Regions from separate parts of the Ovis aries genome. Here region 2 is linked to region 1. Evidence: chromatin contacts called from public Hi-C data. All regions are on one chromosome and are shown on one strand. The core of a region is the stretch at or near the end of the contact, and the rest is flanking DNA. Distances in the headings are between cores, read along the strand shown.

The links. Hi-C and Micro-C count contacts between places; a contact is called where the count stands out from the background.
Region 2: a Hi-C map of hypothalamus shows a contact between it and region 1, with 3 times the contacts expected there. The contact joins two enhancer-like sites. A contact is called at or near these places in 3 of 16 Hi-C or Micro-C datasets (hypothalamus and tail adipose tissue).

The regions. Positions count from the first base shown.
Region 1 is chr18:40,112,916-40,118,671 of ARS-UI_Ramb_v3.0, reverse strand. No RefSeq gene overlaps it. Among named protein-coding and RNA genes, the nearest start is that of ARHGAP5, 150 kb to the left of the region's middle. Within about 2 kb of position 2,106, at least 11 of the 54 cell types and tissues checked have an H3K27ac peak or open chromatin away from gene starts, as enhancers often do. A contact at or near this core is called in hypothalamus, where this site is marked.
Region 2 is chr18:40,414,888-40,420,643 of ARS-UI_Ramb_v3.0, reverse strand. No RefSeq gene overlaps it. Among named protein-coding and RNA genes, the nearest start is that of AKAP6, 58 kb to the left of the region's middle. Within about 2 kb of position 2,798, at least 16 of the 54 cell types and tissues checked have an H3K27ac peak or open chromatin away from gene starts, as enhancers often do. A contact at or near this core is called in hypothalamus, where this site is marked.

The DNA.
Region 1 (5,756 bases), core at 857-3,356:
CCTTAGGTGCTCTTCTGCCTGCATTTGGAACTGGGACTAACCCTGGTGGGGCGTTCTTAGTGCTCTCGTATGTTTAGAAGAGGGAGAAAATTCAGGGTTCAAGAGAGCGGTTTTGGACTCTCTACTAGTCTGAGCAGGAGGATGTTCCTGGCAACTGACGGAAGAAAATTTGTAACCCCCACCCTATTTTACCCAAGCCTAAAATAGGTTAACTCAGTTGTATCTGTTTAACAAGACTTGATTAAGCTCAATGTTAAGGACTTTCTAATAATAATAATAGCTAATATTTATTTAGTGCTTATTATACGCCAAAATCTTTACATGCCTTACCTCATTAATCCTCACAAATCCCCATGAGATGGACATTACTTTTTATCACCATTTACAGAGGAGGAAACAGAGGGTGGGTGTGTCACAGTCATACGGAAGACAATGATGGAATAGGAATTAGATGACAGAGAGACCCAATCACAGAGATTATCCTTTTAACCACTTTTAACTACTGTATCTTTATAAAGATGGAAGGAGAGTGCATACACAGTGGCACCAGAGCTGATGGCATTAGATCAGACACATGTTTGGGCTAGAATACCCATAAAGTCCTCTTAGGCTACAACACTGAGATTTTACACTGCCTTGCAACCTTAAGATCTGCGTGTTTCATTTATCCCTACAGAACTGCTATCAAAATGAATTGTTTGTTATGAGTGGAAAATAAGCATAAGAACTACTGCTAAGGAACAGAAAGATAAACCACATGTTGAGATGCATTCTAAGTCTGTAGGTCAAATTGCATTACAACAACCCTCAGGGGCATGGTATTTGTTCACTCGACAAATATTTATTATACAACTTGGTATGGTTCTAGGTGCTTGGTACATAGCAATGAACTAAACAGTCAAAGGTCCCTGCTTTGTGGATTTTACAGTCTTGTGGGGGGAGGGAAAATAAACAGTAAACATTATAGCTGAGCAAATTATATAGTATATTAGAAGGCTTTAAGTCCTTGATCACAGTTGTAGTTTTAAATTAGGCTGGCAGGGGAGACCTCTTTGACATCTAAACAACAACTTGAAGGAGGTAAGAGAGTCAGTCATGTAGATCTCTGAAGGAGAAACGTTAGAAGCAGAGGATATTACCAACGCAAAGAGCCTGCCTGGTTGGAGGAACAGCAAAGGGGCCCCTTGGGACTGGGCAGGGTTAGGGCGCCAGCAAAGAGGAAGAGGGGAGGCCCAAAGAGTTAGGCAGGGTGACGGGTCTTCCAGGCCATTGTCAAGACTTTGGCTTTAATTCTAGGTGAGATGAGGAACTGAGGTGGGACTGAAAGCAGAGAACTGACATGATCCAACTTACATGAGTACATTAAGATGCACCACATTTTATGTTGTTTTGACTTTAAAATGTTCTTTACCACTGAGATCGCTGCGCCTGAGGAAACAGCTGATACCTAAATGAAAGTCTGTACAATGTGCTGAGAACTGCATGGGCCTTGTGACTGGAGTGGAAGGAGAGGGGGTTGGTGGATTTGAGTAAAAATAGTTTTGTCATTTAGTGCAGAGCTGCTAGATGGAATAACTAATAACGATAGCTGTAAAGGTCACTGCAAATAATAAGTGCTATTAAACACTAACCAATACTTAAAAATAAAAAGCTTATCATTATTCTTTGGCCTAGGAGTCAGGACCTCTGGCCGCCCGCGGGGCTCCACCAGCCTGTTATTGCTCCGGAGTCTTTAAAGGACTTTTCCTTCAGCCGGGTTATCTGATGACTGAATCTCCCATCAACAGCACTGGTGGAAGGAACCGAATTGTTTGCCATGTGTACTTGGCAACAAAACAATCTTGAGGGTAGGGGTTGATGAACATTTGTTTAAAAAAACAAAAACAAAAACAACCACTGATTCATAAGTTGCCCTTATAAGACTCCCTGAAAAGCACTGAGTGTTTAAATGAGTGACTTGGGGATGCAGGTAAAAAGCTCTTGCAACGAGCTGTTTATACCAATCCATTGGGTCATGGAAATTTTGCTCAAGATTTATTTGTGTGGGAATAACACTAGACTACTAGCTTGCCAGTGCCAGCTTTGAAACTGACACAATGAATAGCTATTGTTCTTGACATTGTATCCGGCCGCTCACATCCACACACACTGAAGATGACCTTCCTCTCTAGAAATAACTTCCAGCCATTATATATATTTTTAATTGTTACTGGGATACGCAATGTTCTAGATGCCTGGCAAGGAGGGAAATTGTATAAAGATATTTCAGATTCTCTCCTTGAAAGGATTCCACAACCTCTCTTTTTTGGTAAGTTAGGTCACTGAGGTTATTGCATTCCAGCATAATGAGATATGTGAAGAGGTTATTAAATAAAGGGTGGAGAAATGAAATAAGTTATTAAAAGTTATTAAGCATCTATCAAGTACCAGAGTCTGTGTGATTATATCATTTTGTTTCACCATCACAAGCCCATAAGAACAGATACTCTCCTCTATGTTGAAGATGAGGCAGCTAAGGCTGGGAGAGATTAAGTCACTTGCTTCAATTACTTAATAAGTGTCAGAGCTGGGATTTGCACTTAAGTCAGTTGGCTCCAATCCAGAGGCACCTGACACAGATCTGCCCTCGAGAAGGCTGTCATCTAGTGGGTGAGGCAGGACTGACACACAGAAATCCATTGGAGAAAAATACCAGCAATACAGAATCAATGCTCATAATCCATGTGATCAGGAGTTCTGATTCCAATTCTATAAATGAGTAGGAAAGTGAAGTGAAAGTGTTAGTTGCTTAGTCGTGTCCAACTCTTTGCGATCCCGCAGACTGTAGCCCGCCAGGCCCCTCTGTCCATGGAATTTTCCAGGCAAGGATTCTGGAGTAGGTGGCCATTCCCTTCTCTAGGGGGAGATTCCCAACCCAGGGATCGAACACAGGTCTCCTGCATTTCAGGCAGATTCTTTACTGTCTGAGGCACTAGGGAAGCTGAAAAGGCCCTAAACAAAGTGCTTACAGGGACATTAGTGAAGGGACCAAAGGAAGCATGATTTTTTCTAACAATGGCAAAATTGCTTCAAATGATCTAAGATGCCTGAGAAGATGGGCATGAGGCTGCAGGCCCAAGACAGCACTGCCCACCTTCTGACTCACACATTTTCCCTCAAGTTCCATGGTGTGCAGGATAACAGATGTGGGCTAGAAGGTGTCAGATTAAAAGCAAAATCCTAAGACATTAAGGTAAAATGTGAATTAAGTCACAAAGACAGCAAATAGGACTCACTGGTAACTATGAAAATAAGACTGAAAGGTGACTGATGACCTGCTAAAGTTTTAGGAAATCTTTAGCTTCTAGGATGTCTGCCTTCTTTCTTGTCATGCACTGGGCTTTACTCTGGGAATGGCCAGTGTGTTAGTTACTAAGCTATAAACAACCTCCTATGCTCTACCTTGTGATTCTGAAAATAGAACCACAAGGAACAGAAATGGCTGTTTAGGATGTTGACTGGAAGAAAAGTGGTTCTTCTGGCCAGGGCAGACCACTGCGGTGCTGAACGGTCTACACAAATATCCCCTAAAGTCATACGTGATCCCCATCATGCAAGAGGGTAAGCAATTTCCCTACTGGGAATCTAGAACTCAGCTATTCCGTGTCACCAACTGTGGGGATCAGGATGTTATTCCTGGAAGTAACTGGTCCAGGCATCCCAGTGTGGCCAGGGGTCCCACACAGAAGAGGCAGTGGGAACACTTCCTGGTTGACTACTCCATCAGGGCCGTAGGATTTGGCTATCTTACCCCTTGACAGCTACTTCTGCCACCACTGGCTAATCATTCATGTGCTCCACCACCTCAATGCTCCCTCAGCTCTGAAAGTACCAAGCAGGTAGGTGTGGCAATAACTGGGACCCTGGACCCCAGGCAGCGCAGATCCAACTCCTACCAAGACCACAGCGTAGTTAACACTTTGGAGGTGAAACTGGAAAGGAACAAAGGCCAAAAAAAAAAGAAGTACAGCCTCTCTTTTTGTCCTATAATCTATCTTTTGATCTTTTAATATATAGATATAATACGATAATATGCATCTGTTTTTACACGGTGAAAGAACATGAGTTGGTTTGGTCAGAGATGAACTGTGACCTCTCTAAGAAAGACTTCACTCACAGAGCGGCAAAGAGAGTTGCATTGGCACACGTGCAGACGTCACAGGGACTCGACTGAATCTTACCAAGAATACGCAACTCCATGGCCCTCCCACAGGAGCAACTGCATCTGTTAGAGTTTCTGCCACTTTGTTTTCAGGCATCTCTGCTGAACAATTGCACACCTATTTGCTTTTTTATCATTCTAATATTGAAATTTTGTATAAACCTGATTGTGAAACAGCCACCAGAGAGATGTGGCTTTGGTGTGACACCAAGCATAACATGGAGCGTGAAGTCAGTTAACAACAAAAAGAGATACACTTCCTGGTGTAATAAATTTAAAGAAACAAGCTAAATCTTTTATATCTTCTCTGTGTAAAGAGCACTTTCTGTGGATGGGAACTATTTTGAAAAATTCCACAGAAGAACAATGATTGACAGTGGGCTGGGTTGTCTTCCCTTGGTCCCTCCACATCCACTCACCACCCTCTCTTGAGTGCTGCTCCAGAAAAGTGCAGCCTGTAGACCATGTCAGCGGGCTCTTGTGCTTCCCAGCTTCCTGTTAGCTTCTGCTAATGGGGAGTTCACAAGAGACGGGGCCACTGTTCAAACTGTCACTGGCAAATCAGAATTTCTGTCTTGGGACTTCCCTGGTTGTCCAGCGGTTAAGAATCCTCCTGCCAATGTAAGGGACACAGGTTTGATTCCTGGTCCAGGAAGATTCTACATGCCGTGGGGACAGAGCCCGCGCTCAAGAGCCATGCACCGCAGTGAGCAGCCTGTGCAGTAGAGCAGCCCCCGCTTGGCGAAACTGCAGAAGTCCCGAGTGCTGCAACGAAGACCTAGTGCAGCCACAAATTAAAAACAAACAAAAAAGCCCCAACTAAGAATCCTTGAAAAACAAAGCCCTTTCAGGTTTACTGTGTCCTTGGCCTAAGGTCACTTCTTTCTGTATATCATGGCCACCCCTCTGCCATCCATCAGGGGCCAGGGGAGGGCAGTTTTCCTGCTCTTAGTCCTGGGTTCCTGCTTGACCTCCATGCCCTGCTCCAACACACACCCACATCTCTGCAGATAACTCCCTTATAAGTAAACTCTTAACAGATTGCTTTAATTTGGTGTGCCATCTCTTTCTTGTTAACTGGACAATGGACTCTAACGATATACCACTCAATATGGGCAGGGGGAGATAACATTCTAGTCTTGTATTGAAAATCTGCTTTTCAAAGAGTTAAGTAATATTTGTTATTGTTAGGTAATGTGCAGAAATGCTATTCAAACATTTAACATGGTGCTCTAGCAGGGTCCTGCTGAACCAGGCATTATCCCTTTAGTTGCTGGATTATGGAAAAGCCTAGAAAGTTCCAGGGGAGGGATTGTGGCAGCCAGGGCAGAAAGCACTTGGTGGGAGGGGGTGTCAGGACTGTAGCTACTGACCAACCAGTACTGGAGGGTTTAGTGTTTTAACAGCTAGTGCACTCCAGTATTCTTGCCTGGAAAATCCCATGGATGGAGGAGCCTGGTAGGCTGCAGTCCATGGGGTCACTAAGAGTCGGGCACGACTGAGCGACTTCACTTTCACTTTTCACTTTCATGCATTGGAGAAGGAAATGGCAACC
Region 2 (5,756 bases), core at 1,549-4,048, 300 kb before region 1:
GACATGACAGATGTGAACCCCACTGGGAAAGAAATATAAGATGGTATCATTAACAGAAGGCGATATCCTGAGGAAACAAACATGGCCTTGACATTTGATTGTTCTCTTTTGGGAGTATTCTTCCTGAACTCTACCTTTCTGCTTTCTAATTCTGCTACTAGACAGGCAAATTCACATTTTCAACTGCCTCTGAGATATATACTGAGATTTTGAGATCAGGTAATGTTGAATTCTCATAAGCTCTTTCAAGCAAGAAAAAAATTTTAAATACAAATAAAACCCCAAAACTACCAGGTGATAAAAAATGAAGATATCATTTGTCCAGATGTTGCTAAGTTAACAAGCGAATCATAGTAAACTTTGATCCAGTCACTTTCAATGAAAAGAGAACTTAAATTGACCTATTTTGGGGGCTCCAAAATCACTGCAGATGGTGACTACAGCCATGAAATTAAAAGACGCTTACTCCTTGGAAGAAAAGTTATGACCAACCTAGATAACATATTAAAAAGCAGAGACATTACTTTGCCAACAAAGGTCCGTCTAGTCAAGGCTATGGTTTTTCCAGTGGTCATGTATGGATGTGAGAATTGGACTGTGAAGAAGGCTGAGCGCCGAAGAATTGATGCTTTTGAACTGTGGTGTTGGAGAAGACTCTTGAGAGTCCCTTGGGCTGCAAGGGGATCCAACCAGTCCATTCTAAAGGAAATCAGTCCTGGGTGTTCATTGGAAGGACTGATGCTAAAGCTGAAACTCCAATACTTTGGCCACCTGATGTGAAGAGTCGACTCATTGGAAAAGACTCTGATGCTGGGAGGGAATAGGGGCAGGAGGAGAAGGGGATGACAGAGGATGAGATGGTTGGATGACATCACCAACTCGATGGACGTGAGTTTGAGCAAACTCCAGGAGTTGGTGATGGACGGGGAGGCCTGGTGTGCTGCAATTCATGGGTCGCAGCAGGGTCACAAAGAGTCAGACACAACTGAGAGACTGAACTGAATTCTTTCAGAAATAAGACCTCTTTCCCTCTCCCCTACCCCCACCCTTGGAAAAAAAGAATTCTAATTTAAAAGCTAACAGTCCTGTAGTGTTTTGTTTTTGCTGAAGAAATTTTTTCCTACAGTTTATTTCCTTTCCTTGAAAATAATATACACTAGGTCCTAAATATTTACCAGATGATACAGATCTGCCAGGGTTTTCAGCCAATTTTCCAAAGTTTTATGAAATCACTTCTTGGACATGTTTCTAACAATCTGGCCCATGAAAACGTAACTGGGGAGGATTGTTCCACCTTCTTCACATGGCCTCTAGGTCACAAGCCTCTGTGTGTGTCCATAGGAAACTCATACCCTGCAATTTTGAAAGTCCTTGCTCATTCAGAAGCAGTTGTTATCAACAGATAAATATACAAAAAAGTTTATTCTCTGGGAACATCTATTTCCAATGAAGACACCACGTGTTCTGGCTTCTGTACAAACTTACTTTCCCAGGCTCCACCTACTCAGATCTCAACTATCTGCCCTCTTAGCTAAATAATCCTCAAAAATAAATTTCTATTCAATTTTTACACACTAGCAATTTTCAATTCAGGGTCCACAGAGCCAAATACCAAACCTGCCTTAATTAGAGCAGCTTCACTTATATTTTTTTCTTTAATCTTTATAATTTTATTTGAATTAATGCTTTAAAACATACTGGGGGAAAATCATATGTTTCCATAAGTATAAACCTTAATAAAGAAGAAGGTCAGTTTCATTACTTCAGTTACTAGAATCGTCTAACTAATAGATATCAAAATGTCATATTTCCATTTAAAAATCTTCTGAAAGGATTATAAGCCTCTGAGAAATCTTAAGAAGAAACAGGAAGGTTGGGCTTTCACATCCTGTCCCCGTTGCCTTGAGGATTTGGCGGCCAAAAATCGAAGTCTTTCCCCAGGGGAGTCTCACAGACACATCCAGCCAGGAAGGTCACATCCCATGGAGAACTCCAGAGGAAGAAAATGATCCAAAGGGGTGTGAAACAAGGCCAAGCATTTACTATAGACCAAAATCCATCTATAAAGCAGCGACCCAGTTAGTGCGGAGACATTATCCTCATTCTACCATGCTATTATTTTTGTGTCTCTATGTGGGTCACAGCACAGAAAAATCCATGGAGGATTTGCCAGGGAAAATATGGAAGTTACTGCTGAGGATTGTTGACCTTACTTTTCTACTCTAGTAAGGTGACCACAGGGAGTAGCAAACCCAGACTTTGGGATCTCACAGACATAAGAAAATGTTTTTAAAAACTGACTCACAGTTGCTAACTTTTACTTTCACCCTGCAAATAAATGCTTGAGATGATAACTCTCATCTATTACTGTCATTTTGTAAAAGGGCATTTGAATACCAGAAAGGAGGGAGACTATGATCTCAGAGAAAAAGGGTTGACCTTTCCTAAACATATCAGCCTACTAACATCACACCCTGCCCCCTACTCAGACTGAATGTTCTGTTTTGTTCCAATTTAAACCAGTGAAAAGTACTTCACGGCAATCCCAGAACGTACTGTGTACCCAAAGAATGAGGCCAGAGGATCCCGTGATGCAGGCTCCGAAAGTGGCTTGGCCCTCACCTCGGCAGACTGGTAGGGAAATCCCTGAGAGATAACCCCACGTATGAGTTAAGGGGATCCAACAGAAAAACAAGTGCGTCCTGGCGACTTACAAGCTCTGCTGTGCCCTCTGCGCAGCCCTGGGAGAGGGATGGAGGGGGCAGGAGTGCGCACCCTCTTCCACACTGCAGCTTGGTCATCCTTTTCCAGCAGATGGCAGAACACACACATAGAAAACTCCAAAGCCACCCGGGGCTTGTGCCTCTTGGTTGGTCCCGGGTATGATTTCTTTAAGTCTTAAAAGAAGAAATTTCACAAAGAAAAAAGTCCCACCCACACTTCATCCAGAAACCTGTTTACACAGTACTTCACAGAAAGGCTGAAACTCTCTGCAAAGGGAAAGGCCACAAGGCAAAGAAAGCTTGACCCATAAACTGCAAGGACCAGGATCAACAGCTTCAAGATGTTAGAAAAGTCTAGCAAATAATTCATGTATTTTTAAAATTCTAAACCGAAAGCTTTTGTTAATCTGTTTAATTAATTTTTATCACATGTGCCTATAAAAGTACAGTTATGAACTGTCTTTACTAAAGAAGCTGATGGATTTTACATTGCCTCTTTCCAAGGAGAGAAGTCATACAGTATCCGAAGTTACTTCTGACACGGTGGGTCAGAACAGCCAAGAAAACGAATCTTGTGTCTCTACTGGAGTGTGTTTTCACAAAAGAAAAATCATGTTCCAAGCTAAAAAAAGTATTTCCTAAAATATGCTCTAATTGAATATTTCAGACACAATAGTAAGTAAGTAGGTCACTTGCTCTCTAGGATTCAAAGACTACCAGCCTGTGGTACTCCATTTCTATCCTGAACAGCAGAGTTAAAGAGAAAGTACTCCACACTACAAGAAAATCCTAAAGCTCTTTACAGCAGCAGCTGCAGCTCAGAGGTCAGATCTATGACCATGAGTTTTGTAGAGAATCTTTGAAAAAATTCATTAGTATCCTCAAAAGTGCCAGTAATTAAGCTTCCAAAAAAAATCTGCAACAAACATATCTATACTACCACCCTCCCTTCTAGGCAACTTCTAGTCAGAAAATGGTCCCAGGAATATATGCCCTAGAAACATTTTTTAAATAGCCTAAATTTGACTTTCAAATCATGCTCCTTCTCCACAATCTCCTTTTTTTTCAGAGTCTATCTGGTCCTGCCCCAAGTACTGCCAAACAAATACCCAGTGCTCCCAGGGACGCACCACACTCAGTGCTTTCCAGGATGATGCCTGCCATGCAAAAGAGAATATTAGAGCCAGAAAGGCTCTGACAGAGGAATTAATATCGCTGTTTCCAAAGATGAGGAAACCCTGGCTCTGAAAAATAAACTCCCTCAGGCCACAGTTGGCTGGTGCCAGAGTTATCCCCATCCCTCCAGGTCTTATCAGATTGTTCATTTTCTCCAGACAAGAACTGTGGGGCCAAAGTATCTGACTTCGTTATTACTTCTCTCGGAAAACAGATCTTTGTTGAAGGGGTTTTGGTTTGGAAAGTTCAGGAAAGACCAGTTGGAGCAGACACGATCTTGAACAGTAGGTACTTTCCATGCCCTCAAATCACATTCTGCCTGTAAACAGACTATGCTTAAAAAACGTAAGCACGGAGCATGGAGCTATGGGACCATTAGGCAACCACGAAGAATACAAGCACCGTGAAGGTAGGGACTCCCTTTTATTCACACCTAGTATGAATTCATTCCCAGTACTTAGAACAGAATTCTCACTGAATACTAGCTCAACAATAAATATTTGCGTGATGAACAAAATGAAGGAAGGGAGCATCCCTCTTCCATCTTCTCTAGAGTCCATCTCTACCCACTCTTTGCTTCCTCTTATACTTAAGTCTAGTTCCTTTAATCGAAACTCTGCTGTCAGGCAATACCTATCAGTCTACATTTTGCTGCTAAGTCACTTCAGTCGTGTCCAATTCTGTGCGACCCCATAGACGGCAGCCCACCAGGCTCACCTATCCCTGGGATTCTCCAGGCAAGAACACTGGAGTGGGTTGCCATTTCCTTCTCTAATGCATGAAAGTGAAAAGTGAAAGTAAAGTCACCCAGTCATGTCCGACTCTTAGTGATCCCATGGACTGCAGCCCACCAGGCTTCTCCGTCCATGGGACTTTCCAGGTGAGAGTACTAGAGTGGGCTGCCATTGCCTTCTCCAATTCTACATTTTAGCAGCCTTTAAACCACTGCTTAACTGTTTGGAAAAATGCTTTGGCCCCTTTGCAGGCTCAGTCTCAGTCAACAATGAAAGGCCTCTATGGCCAGACCATATCCATCTTCCTCCCCATGCACATGACCAAGGTGTGAAGTCTTTGGAAGAACAAAAAACTTATTCACAGGCCGTTAGCACCTTTCCCCAGCGACCTACAGATTCCCTCCTGAGGCTCTCCTTAGCTTTCACATCTTGTAAAATAATCTAAAACCCTATTCTCCTGCTGCCTCTATCTTCCTTTCTCAGCAACTTAGAAGCTGTGCTGCTTTTGCAGATTTAGGCTCAGCTGTCCTTTCATTAAAGAAGGCTAAGACGCTTGTCTCTTACTCTTCACTCATCGAAGCCCAAGCACCTCACCTCATTAAGCAGGAGCCCATTCTCACCCTTTCACACATTAGGGGGTGCTGTTGCTATAGCCAGACCCAAGGATGTTGGAGTCAGGGAGGAAAGGGAAGTGACCAAGCTCTCAGGGTTCTGGGAGACATTCCTATCTGGGCCTCTCTGCACAAACCCACTGCACAGTTTCTCAGAATCAAAGAGTGTTACACCTCCTCAAACTCTACAATTCCAAGGTGAAGCTTACACACGGTACAATTAAATGGGAGGACGGGAGATCTCCAAACTAAAGGTTTTACTTACTGTAAGACTCATTTAGGTATACAAGCTCATATCAGAGTATTTTTGATGATGGCTGGATGGGAATAATTAATTCTCACTCATTTCAGGAGAAGACAATTCTGTTTAGACAACCAAGCGGCAAACACTGTCAGGCAGCATCAGATGTATCAAAGGCAACCAGAACAACCGGGAAACACTTGAGTTTGTCCCTGCTTTTCACAATCATCTTTCCTGGTATGTGATGTCTAAGACTTTGGGAATGAAAGCT